Linked DNA regions of Sus scrofa: regions 2 and 3 are each linked to region 1. Evidence: chromatin contacts called from public HiChIP or PLAC-seq data. All regions are on one chromosome and are shown on one strand. Each heading gives the region's core, a stretch centred on a gene start, on an enhancer-like site or on the middle of the called end of the contact. The rest is flanking DNA. Distances are from core to core; before and after follow the strand shown.

The links. HiChIP or PLAC-seq counts read pairs in DNA pulled down with a chosen protein or histone mark.
Region 2: a contact with region 1 is called in an H3K27ac HiChIP or PLAC-seq map of alveolar macrophages, with 5 times the contacts expected there. The contact joins the enhancer-like site here to the promoter of ATP13A3 in region 1. A contact is called at or near these places in 3 of 5 promoter capture datasets (fetal liver, fetal skeletal muscle and liver), 34 of 47 Hi-C or Micro-C datasets (adipose tissue, alveolar macrophages, blood and 17 more) and 2 of 2 datasets of contacts at active chromatin or transcription factors (alveolar macrophages and skeletal muscle).
Region 3: a contact with region 1 is called in an H3K27ac HiChIP or PLAC-seq map of alveolar macrophages. The contact joins the enhancer-like site here to the promoter of ATP13A3 in region 1. A contact is called at or near these places in 2 of 5 promoter capture datasets (fetal liver and liver), 13 of 47 Hi-C or Micro-C datasets (alveolar macrophages, embryonic fibroblasts, epiblast stem cells and 9 more) and 2 of 2 datasets of contacts at active chromatin or transcription factors (alveolar macrophages and skeletal muscle).

Annotation. Positions count from the first base shown.
Region 1 is chr13:131,474,349-131,477,548 of Sscrofa11.1, reverse strand. It overlaps ATP13A3 (probable cation-transporting ATPase 13A3), which reads left to right and starts at 1,444. Exons shown (of 34, transcript XM_021070069.1): 1 at 1,444-1,565; 2 at 2,350-2,393.
Region 2 is chr13:131,593,976-131,597,175 of Sscrofa11.1, reverse strand. It overlaps TMEM44 (transmembrane protein 44), which reads left to right. Exons shown (of 10, transcript XM_021070073.1): 7 at 264-368. Among named protein-coding and RNA genes, the nearest start is that of TMEM44, 18 kb to the left of the region's middle. Within about 2 kb of position 1,760, at least 20 of the 83 cell types and tissues checked have an H3K27ac peak or open chromatin away from gene starts, as enhancers often do. A contact at or near this core is called in adipose tissue, alveolar macrophages, fetal liver and 1 more, where this site is marked.
Region 3 is chr13:131,562,596-131,565,795 of Sscrofa11.1, reverse strand. No RefSeq gene overlaps it. Among named protein-coding and RNA genes, the nearest start is that of TMEM44, 50 kb to the left of the region's middle. Within about 2 kb of position 1,590, at least 12 of the 83 cell types and tissues checked have an H3K27ac peak or open chromatin away from gene starts, as enhancers often do. A contact at or near this core is called in alveolar macrophages, fetal liver and retroperitoneal adipose tissue, where this site is marked.

The DNA.
Region 1 (3,200 bases), core at 195-2,694:
GGCCAGGAGCAGCGTGTTCCAGGCTCTCTATAAGGTGACATTGGTGACTTGACTTGGGATGTGTGCTGCTCCAAATGAGGTGTCACCAAGTGTCGCGTACCAAAGGTGGTAGCTCCCCCCATTCACCCCAAGAAGTGTCTTTAAATGCTATGAACCAGAGCCTGAATGCTCCCTGCCCCTGGCGAAGCGTGCCCAAGTGCAGTGCACCAGAGGTCGTGGTCTCCTCCTTTCTTACGCTTGAGCAGCTAGGAATTCTGTTAGCCGTAAGGTGAACGACAAAAAAATGGCCCTGCTCCAAGGTCACGGGCAAGGGAGTCTCAGCGCCAAAAGATGGCGGGCGCGTCATCGAAGGGTCTCCGCGAAAACCAGACTCGCGATTTGTACATCCGGCCGGGGCCCTGCTCAGAGATAAATCTTCTGCGGAGGGAAGTATTTAATTTACATCCAGCGCTGTCGGAAGGAACTCCTTACCGCTAGAAGCGGTGGAATGGAAGCGTGGGAACTTTCTCTTGGGTACACTTACTAGTCCTCCGCCCGAGGCCTGGCGCGCGGAGCCGGTGGTTAAAAGAGAATTACAGCTTTTTGCTTGTTTTTTTTTTTTTTTTTTTTTTTTTTGGATTGGGGAGGGGACTACTAAGGAATGAAAGGGACCTGGATTGGGAGCCACAATCTGGCTTCCTCTCTAGCATTTTCGTACAAGGTTCCTCCGTGACCTTGACTCTGGGCAAGTTAGGTTAGGCCCCTCGCAGGGACTTAGTTTCCCTCTTCATAAAATGCGGACTTGGACTGTGAGCTGGTATTTGCACGGCCAGGTTGGTAAATTCCACCTCCTACCGCCAAAAAAAATGCCGTTCTCGCTTAGTAACACCCCGCACCCCAACCTCGAGCCCCCCTGTAGTGCCCTCCCTCCCCCTTTCTTTTCTCCTCCCGCCTGGGGGTGAGGGAGCTAAAGGGGAGGTGGTGGGCGTGGCCCGAATCTCGGCCCGCCCACCCACCGGTCCCGCCCCTCCTGACGTCCCCTTTGCGCCCCTCCGCCCTCGGCGTTGGATGAGGCAATCACGTGACCTCACATCCGGCGCGGGAGTCCCGAGCTCCCCGTGAGCGCTCCCCCGCCCGCCTGCGGGCTCTCCCGGCAGAGCGATCCAGGCGCCACAGCGGAGGGGAGGGGGGTTCGCTACGTCGCTGGCGGCGAGAGGCCGTTTGGGAGTGCAGACCGCCCCCCTCCCCTGCCTGCCTTCCCTTGCCGCCCGCCCTTGTTCTCGCCCTGCTCCGGCTGCACGCCGCAGCCGCGCGCGCGCCGAGGAAGAGAGCGCGGACGCCCCTGCGCCCCGGCTCGGCCCGGGCCCCGCCGCGGCGCCTCCCTCCCCTAACCCCGAGCCGCAGCGCGCGGCGGCGGCGGCGCCTCGAGCTCGAGCGACCCGCGGCCGCCGGCGCTGGCCGAGGGCGATGGGGCTGGGCTGAGGCGAGGCGGCGGCGGCGACAGCGGCGGGCCCTGGCCCCGGCCCCCGCGGCCCTTTGGCTGCTCCGGCCGGGAGGCCGCCGAGGAGACAGCGCCGCGGCGCCCGGTGAGTGGTCCCGGCTTCCCCGGGGCGCTGGAAGGCAGGGTGAACGGAGCGTGTAGCCGGTGGGTGGAGGTGATGGGGGAGGTTGGAGGAGGTGAATGGTATTGTCGGGGGTGGCGGGTACCAGGTGAGCTCTCGGTCGGCCTCCTCGGGCCGGAATTGGGCATCACTTCTCCTGGAAGGCGTGTGTGCGGAGGGGAGCGCTAAGACTGCGGAATGTCTGTCTGGGACAGGTGAGGCGAGAAGGAGGGCTCCACGTTGTGGGTGTGAAGGCCTGGTTGGGTCACGCCACTTGGGAAGAAGGCGAGTGTGTGTTGGGATTTGGGAGTGGGACGGTCGTCCAGCCCTTTTAGAAAGTTCAGGAGATGGTGAGGTCGAAGGTAAGGTATTAGAAGGGAGCTTGGATGGGTTTGTACGAGTGCTGACTGAGGAATCTTGAATTCGTCCTTAGCCACGGAGTAGTAGAGCTCCTTGCCAATTACCGCATTAAGCTAAGTGAGGCCCAGAGAGGAAAAGTGACTTATGACTTATCTAAGGCCTCTCACTTTGACTCTGTGATAGAACTAGAAAAACCCAAGGCCCTGTCTTCCATTACTTCATGGCCACTCTCTTTATACCCTTTCCTTCTCCCCACACCATGTGCACAGTGCGGTTCTGGTGGATGTGTGATCTCTTTGGGGTGGGGGGAGTGGTGCTGAGGGAATCTAATTGGGGGTTGACAGTAATTCAGAGCTTCTCCATTTGGAAAGATTTTGTGACAGGTGTTTATCATTACCTCTTCCCATAGATCTGACAGAAACATCCTTGGATCTTGGTGTCTGGACATAGGAGGTATGAATCACTCACATAATTAACTACTTTTAATCATCAGTGTTTTAGAGCTATATTTAGCGGTTATATTAGTACAAAACGAATGGGTATGGAGTGGTAAACCTAGAAACAGAAACCTGTGTTTCCTACACATGATCCCAAACTAAATGAGTAGAACATTTGTGTATGTAATGACTATTTTAGCTCTATGAGTCAGGAAGTTAGAATTTTTAAGAAATCTAACAAATGCTGGAAGGTTAAAGATCATTGCAGAATGAACACTGTTCTGAAGGCTTTGTTGCTAAATTGAAGGTATTCTGATTGGAGATTGTCTTTTGAAGGGCAGTTACTTAGTTAAAAGTGCTCTCTGCCCTTGGTTTGAATTCATCCTCTTTACCAAGTCACATGTGTTAATTTTGTTTCACTGGAATATGTGTTGTATTTTGCTCTTAGGAGGATTGTTGCTTGGCCTAATAGGTTATAGTTGCCAAAATAAAGGTATATGGTCATCCCATTCTGGTGACCCTTTTTAAAGGCAAATCAGTTCCTGGAAGTTGCTTGAAATAGCAGGCCTATTAGTAATTGTTATGGAAGTTTGCTTTAGCTACTATCCTTGTTTTTGGTATTACCCACCATTAGATCAGGTGAGGCTGAAACAGCTAAGTGAGATTTTTGAACATTATCAGAACAACAAAGCCTGTTTGAGGTCAGGGAATTGGGTAGGAATAATGATGACATTGGTTGCTTTAATTTATAAGAAGTGCAATTATAAGTAAATACAAATATTAAGTAGCACTTTATTTTGAAAATAAAGTTGACAGGCTTCAC
Region 2 (3,200 bases), core at 511-3,010, 120 kb before region 1:
GCTAGGGGTCGAATCAGAGCTGTAGCCGCCGGCCTACACCACAGCCACAGCAACGCAGGATCCGAGCCTTATCTGCGACCCACACCACAGCTCACGGCAACGCCAGATCCTTAACCACTGAGCATGGGCAGGGTTGCAACCTCATGGTTCCTAGTCGGATTCGTTAACCACTGTGCCATGATGGGAACTCCTGGGACCTTGTTTTAGAAAATGTTTCCTGACTTTAAGAATTCCCCTTTCTGTCTCTCCACCTCCACTCAAAGAATTCAGATTGGGTACCTCTCACCACCCTACCGCACTGCAAACCACTCAAGAAGATGGCAGCCATCAGTCGCTACATGGAGCTGACCATTGAGCCAGTGCAGCAGGTGAGTGGCCATGGGCCAAATCTGGGTGTTCAGAAGGGTGGGAGGTAGTCATGGAAGGCTTCCTGGAGGAGGTGACACTTAACTGCCAGAGGATTAGGATAAGTCAAGGAAGCATTAAAAAAAGGAAGGTTTTTTTTGTTTTTTGGTTTTTTGTCTTTTTAGAGCTGCACCTGCGGCATATGGAGGTTCCCAGGCTAGGGGTCGAACTGGAGCTGGAGCTGCTGGCCTACACCACAGCCACAGCAACATGGGATCCAAGCTGCGTCTGCAACCTACACCACAGCTCACAGCAATGCGGGATCCTTAGCCCACTGATCGAGGCCCGGGATTGAACCTGCATCCTCATGGATACCGGTCAGGTTCATTAACCACTGAGTCACAACAGGAACTCCGGAAGGACTTCTTGAAAGCCTTGATGGGGGACAGAGGGTGTCAGATGGAGGGGAGTTCTGGGGATAAAAAGGTGAAGAGGAGGCAAGGGTGAGATAGTCACAGTGCAGAAGCTGACCATCATCCTGAGGCTGGTGAGAGTCCAGGAGGCTTCAGGACTAGAGACTCAAGGTCAGGTGTGTATTTTATTTTATATTTATTTTATTTTATTTTTTAGGGCCGCAGGTATGGCATATGAAGGTTCCCAGGCTAGAGGTCGAATTGGAACTACAGCTGCCGGCCTACACCACAGCCACAGCAATGCCAGATCCTCTGATCCACATCTTTGACCCTACAGCACAGCTCACAGCAATGCTGGATCTTAAGCCACTGAGTGAGGCCAGGGATCAAACCAGCATCCTCATGGATGTTAGTTGGGTTCATTTCCACTGAGCAACAATGGGGACTCCCAGAGGTGCATTTTAGAGCCATCGCTCAGGCAGTGTTGGGGTGAGGAGCAGACTAGGGAGAGGAGACTAGAAGCAAGGGAGTCAGTGAGGGACAGTTTTAAGTCCAGGAGAGAGGTAGTGTGGCTGAAGCAGATGGAGAAGCAGAGCTGCAGGTAGAGCAGTGGGGGCAGTGAGACTGTGGGGTTGGAGAGACCTCGGGCTCTAGATGCCTCTGGCCTGCATGTGGGTCCCCAGGAGGAAGAGCCTTGGAGAGGAGAGGGAAAGAGGTGACAAGATGTCCATTCCATGTTCCACACCCCACTAAGTCTGTTCCTGTCGAGGCTACAGTGACCTCCCTATTGCTAAATCCTGGGGTCATTTCTGTCCTTGTTGAGGTTTAACTCAGTTGACCACTAGCTTCTTCTGATTTGGGCTGTCCTGGTTTTTCCCCTGCACAGGTCTTTTCCCTGTCACTCCTGCTGGCTCACTGGTCTTTTTCCCTGTCACTTCTGCAGCTCCTCCTGGCGAGCGCACTTCAAGGTTGCAGTACCGCAGCTTCGCCCCAAGAGGGCTCCCTCTCCGTGTACACTCTTCCCGTTCCACAGCCCTACCTGCCCGCTCTGGCTCGTTTTCCCCGCCTGTGTCTCCATCCTTTTCCTCTCCCACAGCTCCAGTCTTAGCTGCCTCCTCATCGTCACCACATGGCATCTCATACATTCCGTGCCCGATACGGGTTTCTGGATTCCGGCTCCTGTCACCATCTTCCCCTTGTCAGTGAGCGACACCATTGCCCGTGCAGTGGCTCAAACCCGGAGCCCCTCTTCCCCTCACGTCATGCCCGTGCCCATTTCATCCATTTGTGAGCCTTGTAAATACTTTTAAAGTAGATCCAGGAGCCTCCTAACTGGTTGTCCTCTCACTGGTATTCTTGTCCCACCCCCTCCCATTTGCAACCGGAAGGGTCTCTTACATGTAAATTACATCTTGTTCCTCTTTGGCTTAAAACACTGCTCTGGCTTCCCAGCTCACGCAAAATAAAATCGAATCTCCTAACACAGACTTCCAGGACCTTCCCAGCCCCAGGCTTGCCCCCTCGCTGACCACCTCCTATTCTCCCCCTCTTTGCTCCTCTCTGGCTGCACAGAATTTCTCTCCATTCCTCTGCCCACTCTCTTCCTCCTGATTTTTTTTTTAAACATGGCTGCTTTTTTCTTGTTTTTAGGATTTCAGTTAAAATATTACCTTCTCCAAAGGCCTTCTCCCCCACCCATTCAAAAGTTGCCTCCACCCCTCTGCAGTATCACTTTATTAACTTTTAAAATATCTTGCAAAGCACTTTATCATGATCTTTTGTTTTGTTTCCTGCTGGGATATAAACTTTGTCTCGTCTGTCTTGTTTGCCTAGATCTGGTGTGTCCGGTCTCGGGCTCTTTAAACAGGTGTGTTTGGAACAGAGTTCAGTGGTAATGGCCCTGCTGAGTTGCCCTTGGGACATGCTGGCGCTCAGAGTTTGGCAGAGAGTTAGGTTTTACTCCTTGTTGTTTCTTGGAAATGGGTGCAAATAACCTGTGTGTGATATAATCGAAGTTCAGGGAGATTCAGAACAGCGCTTTCACAATGAAGCACCCACTTCGGCCATTAAAGCTCTTCTTCCGACAGGAGGGTGGGTGATGGGAAGCCCTGGAGAAGGCCCAGGGAGCCCTGGCAACAGCTGGGCAAAGCTTGGCCCTAGAAATTTTTTTTTTTTCTTTTCTTTTTTTTTGTTTTTGTCTTTTGTCTTCTGTCCTTTTTTTAGGGGCGTACCTGCGGCACATGGAGTTTCCCAAGCTAGGGGTCTAATCAAAGCTGTAGCTGCCGGCCTACGCCAGAGCCACAGCAACGCCAGATCTGAGCTGTGTCTGCGACCTACACCACAGCTCACGGCCACGCTGGATCCTTAACCCACGGAGCAAGGCTAGGGATCGAACCTGCAACCTCGTGGTTCCTAGTCGGATTTGTTTCCACTGGGCCACGA
Region 3 (3,200 bases), core at 341-2,840, 88 kb before region 1:
ACAGGTCATTTTCCAAGTAGAGAAGGCTGGGGGATGGCAACTTCCTCATAAGCAGGAGGATTTGGAAACTAGAAACAGTTCCTGGAAACACTGCTACCTGGAGACTGGGGGCTGTAAAATATTACTATGAAAGAAAGGCAGTAATTCTCTCTCTCTCTCTTTTTTTAATTGGCCACACCCACAGCAAATGGAATTTCCTGGGCCAGAATTCAAACTGTTGCCACAGCAGTGACCTGAGCCATAGCAGTAACAACACCAGATCCTTAACCCACTGCACCACCAGGGAACTCCAAAGGCAGTAATTCTCAACCTCGACTGTACACCAGGATCAGCTGTGGTTTGTTTTGGGGGTTGTTTGCAGTTCACGTTTCCTGGCCCCACCCTTTGTGGACTCCCTTTCAGTAAATGGGGGGTGGGGTCACTGAAATTGGTCTGATCTGCTTTCACAAAATTGGAAGTAGAAATATTGTCCCACTTTTGTTTTTCCAGTTCCTCAGAAAAGACTGTACATGTTGTATTGCAGGAAGTCTGGTATCCCCCAGTCTAGATTCCCACCTCGCTTCAATTTTCTGCGAACCCTAAGGCTTAGGAGTTCCCCAGAGTGAAGGTGCTGAGGTGGGATTAGGTGGGATTAGTCTGGCCTCCATTCCCAGAGGGGAGAGAATGGACAGTGAGCAGCCCATCACTTATCTTCTCTGTACCTCACTTACCCCATCTATGAAATGGGAATAAAAACCTTTCCCAGCCTCCTAAGACAGCAGTGAGGACTAAAAGAACACAGAGAAGGTAATAGCACGCAGTCAGTCCTCAGTAAACAATGGCTTTTTTTTTTTTTGTCATTTTAGGGCCGCACCCGCAGCATATGGAGGTTCCCAGGCTAGGGGTCTAATAGGAGCTACAGCTGCCGGCCTACATCAATGCAGGATCCGAGCCGAATCTGCAACCTACACCACAGCTCACGGCAATGCTGGATCCTTAACCCACTGAGCGAGGCCAGGGATCAAACCCCCGTCCTCATGGATACTAGTTGGGTTTGATAACCACTGGGCCACGACGGGAACTCCAAACAATGGCTATTGTTATGGAGGCAGCCAGGCGCCTGGCAGGGGTGTGGGCTCTGGAGACAGACTGCCTGGTTCACAGCCTGCCAGCTACTCTCTGTCTAACCACCCTGCCTCAATTTCCTTTTCTATACAAAAGGAGTAATAATTACTGCTTCAAAGAAGTTATTATTATTTTTTTTTCATGGCTGCACCTGCAGCATATGGAAGTTCCCAGACTAGGGGTCGAATCAGAGCTGCAGCTGCTGGCCTACACCACAGTCCCAGCAACATCAGGTCTGAGCCACATCTATGATGCAACACCGGATCCTCAACCCACTGAGTGAGGCAAGGCCAGGGATCACACCTGCATCCTCATGGACACTACATCGCGTCCTTAACTTGCTGAGCAACAGCAGGGACTTGCCTCACACAATTGTTGCTAAATGAATGAATGAATGCTAGGCACATAGGTCCATGCTGGGCAAACCACACCACGGAAATATTAACAAGTATTATGACTTCTGCTGTGACCTCTTGCTGCCTGGTGGTGTCACTGTTGGACACTGGTCCTACCCCCTCCTCAGCTGGGGCCCACAGCCTTTCAGGACCAGCTGTGGCCCTTTGAGAAGGGACCACCACCTCCTCCTTTGCTAACAGTGGCCAGAGGAGACATGATCTCCTAAAATAGCAGTTTTCATCTACACAGCCTCATCCAAAGCCACTGGCCGGCCCTGAAATGCTGAATCAGATCCAGTTCCAGCCCCACCAGCTAGAGGAGCCAGAATCTCCTCTCTTGCTTCCTTCCCCAAAAGATGTACCCTAGGGTCCATGGTGTCTTGGAATATCTCAGAGTCTAAAGCACCCAAGTGCATCCCTTTCCCCAGGGAGGCTACGCTTTTAAAGGAAGTTCCCCTGTTGTGGCTCAGGGGAAACAAATCTGACTAGTAACCATGAGGTTTCGGGTTCGATCCCTGGTCTCCATCAGTGGGTTAAGGATCTGGCGATGCCGTGAGCTGTGGTGTAGGCTGCAGACTTGGCTTGGATCCTGTGTTGCTGTGGCTGTGGTGTAGGCTGGCAGCTGTAGCTCTGATTCAACTCCGAGCCTGGGAACCTCCGCATGCCATGGGTGTGGCCCTAAAAAGCAAAAATAAATAAACACACAAACAAATAAAGTTACCACGGTAAGTGGTGGGGTCCCCATGCCCCACTTTGCTCAGAGGGCTGTCTGTTCTCTGTGGCACCAAGTGATTGGCCCTCGTTAGAGAAGCTCCCTGAGAGATTAGCAGGTGCCAGCACGTACCCTTCTGGTGGAACCACTGGCAGGGATTCTGAAGCACTCTTTTCTTGTTAGAGAAGAGAGGATAAAACCCATACATCTAATCCCTGCGTGGAAACCATATTATGTGTAATTTAAAAAGAAAACCCAAAACACACACGCAATTCTAATATGTAGCCAGGATAGAGGATCGCTAAAGTAAGAAGACAGAGACCTACTGGTTATTACAACTCATCTGTACCAGTGGGAGGCCATGGGCTTATTCCCTGGAAACCCTCATGCCTCAGAACATTTTGGTCCTAGAATATAGGAGCTAAATCTGTCCCTAGAGATCAGTTAGTTCAATGATCCCCAAACTCAGGGTGCAGCAGAGTCACCAGAGTGTCTGCCTGGCACGCAGATTCTCAAGTCTCGAGAATTCAGGAGGTCTGGGGGTGGGGGGCGGGTGGAGAAGCGGCATGGAACCCCAAATCCTAGTGAGATGTTTCCGGGAGGATGCGGGCAAAGTCGGTGTGTGGGCGGGGGGGGGCGGGGGAGAGGCTGGCCACATAGTGGTGCCTAAGGAGGGGGTGATGAGAGGCAAGGTGTCCTCTCAGGGAGGCTCAGACGGGAGGGAGTTGTCCTCAGTGTGGTTCTCAAAGCGAAAGCTCAAATCTCTTGCCAACCAACACATCCCCTCTCTGCCTATGGGACATATTTTCAAATGGAAGAAAATGCATGGCCCAGGCAGGACCCCCAGGATCAGAACCTTCCATGGGAGCGGAGGTGAACCCCTGGGAATGCAAGCCGGGAAGACAATTGCTGCCCCAGGTCAGCAAGGAAAGCACTGGGCTCCGATGACCTCATGGCTCTTTTCTGTCGGCTGTGACTGGACACGCCCT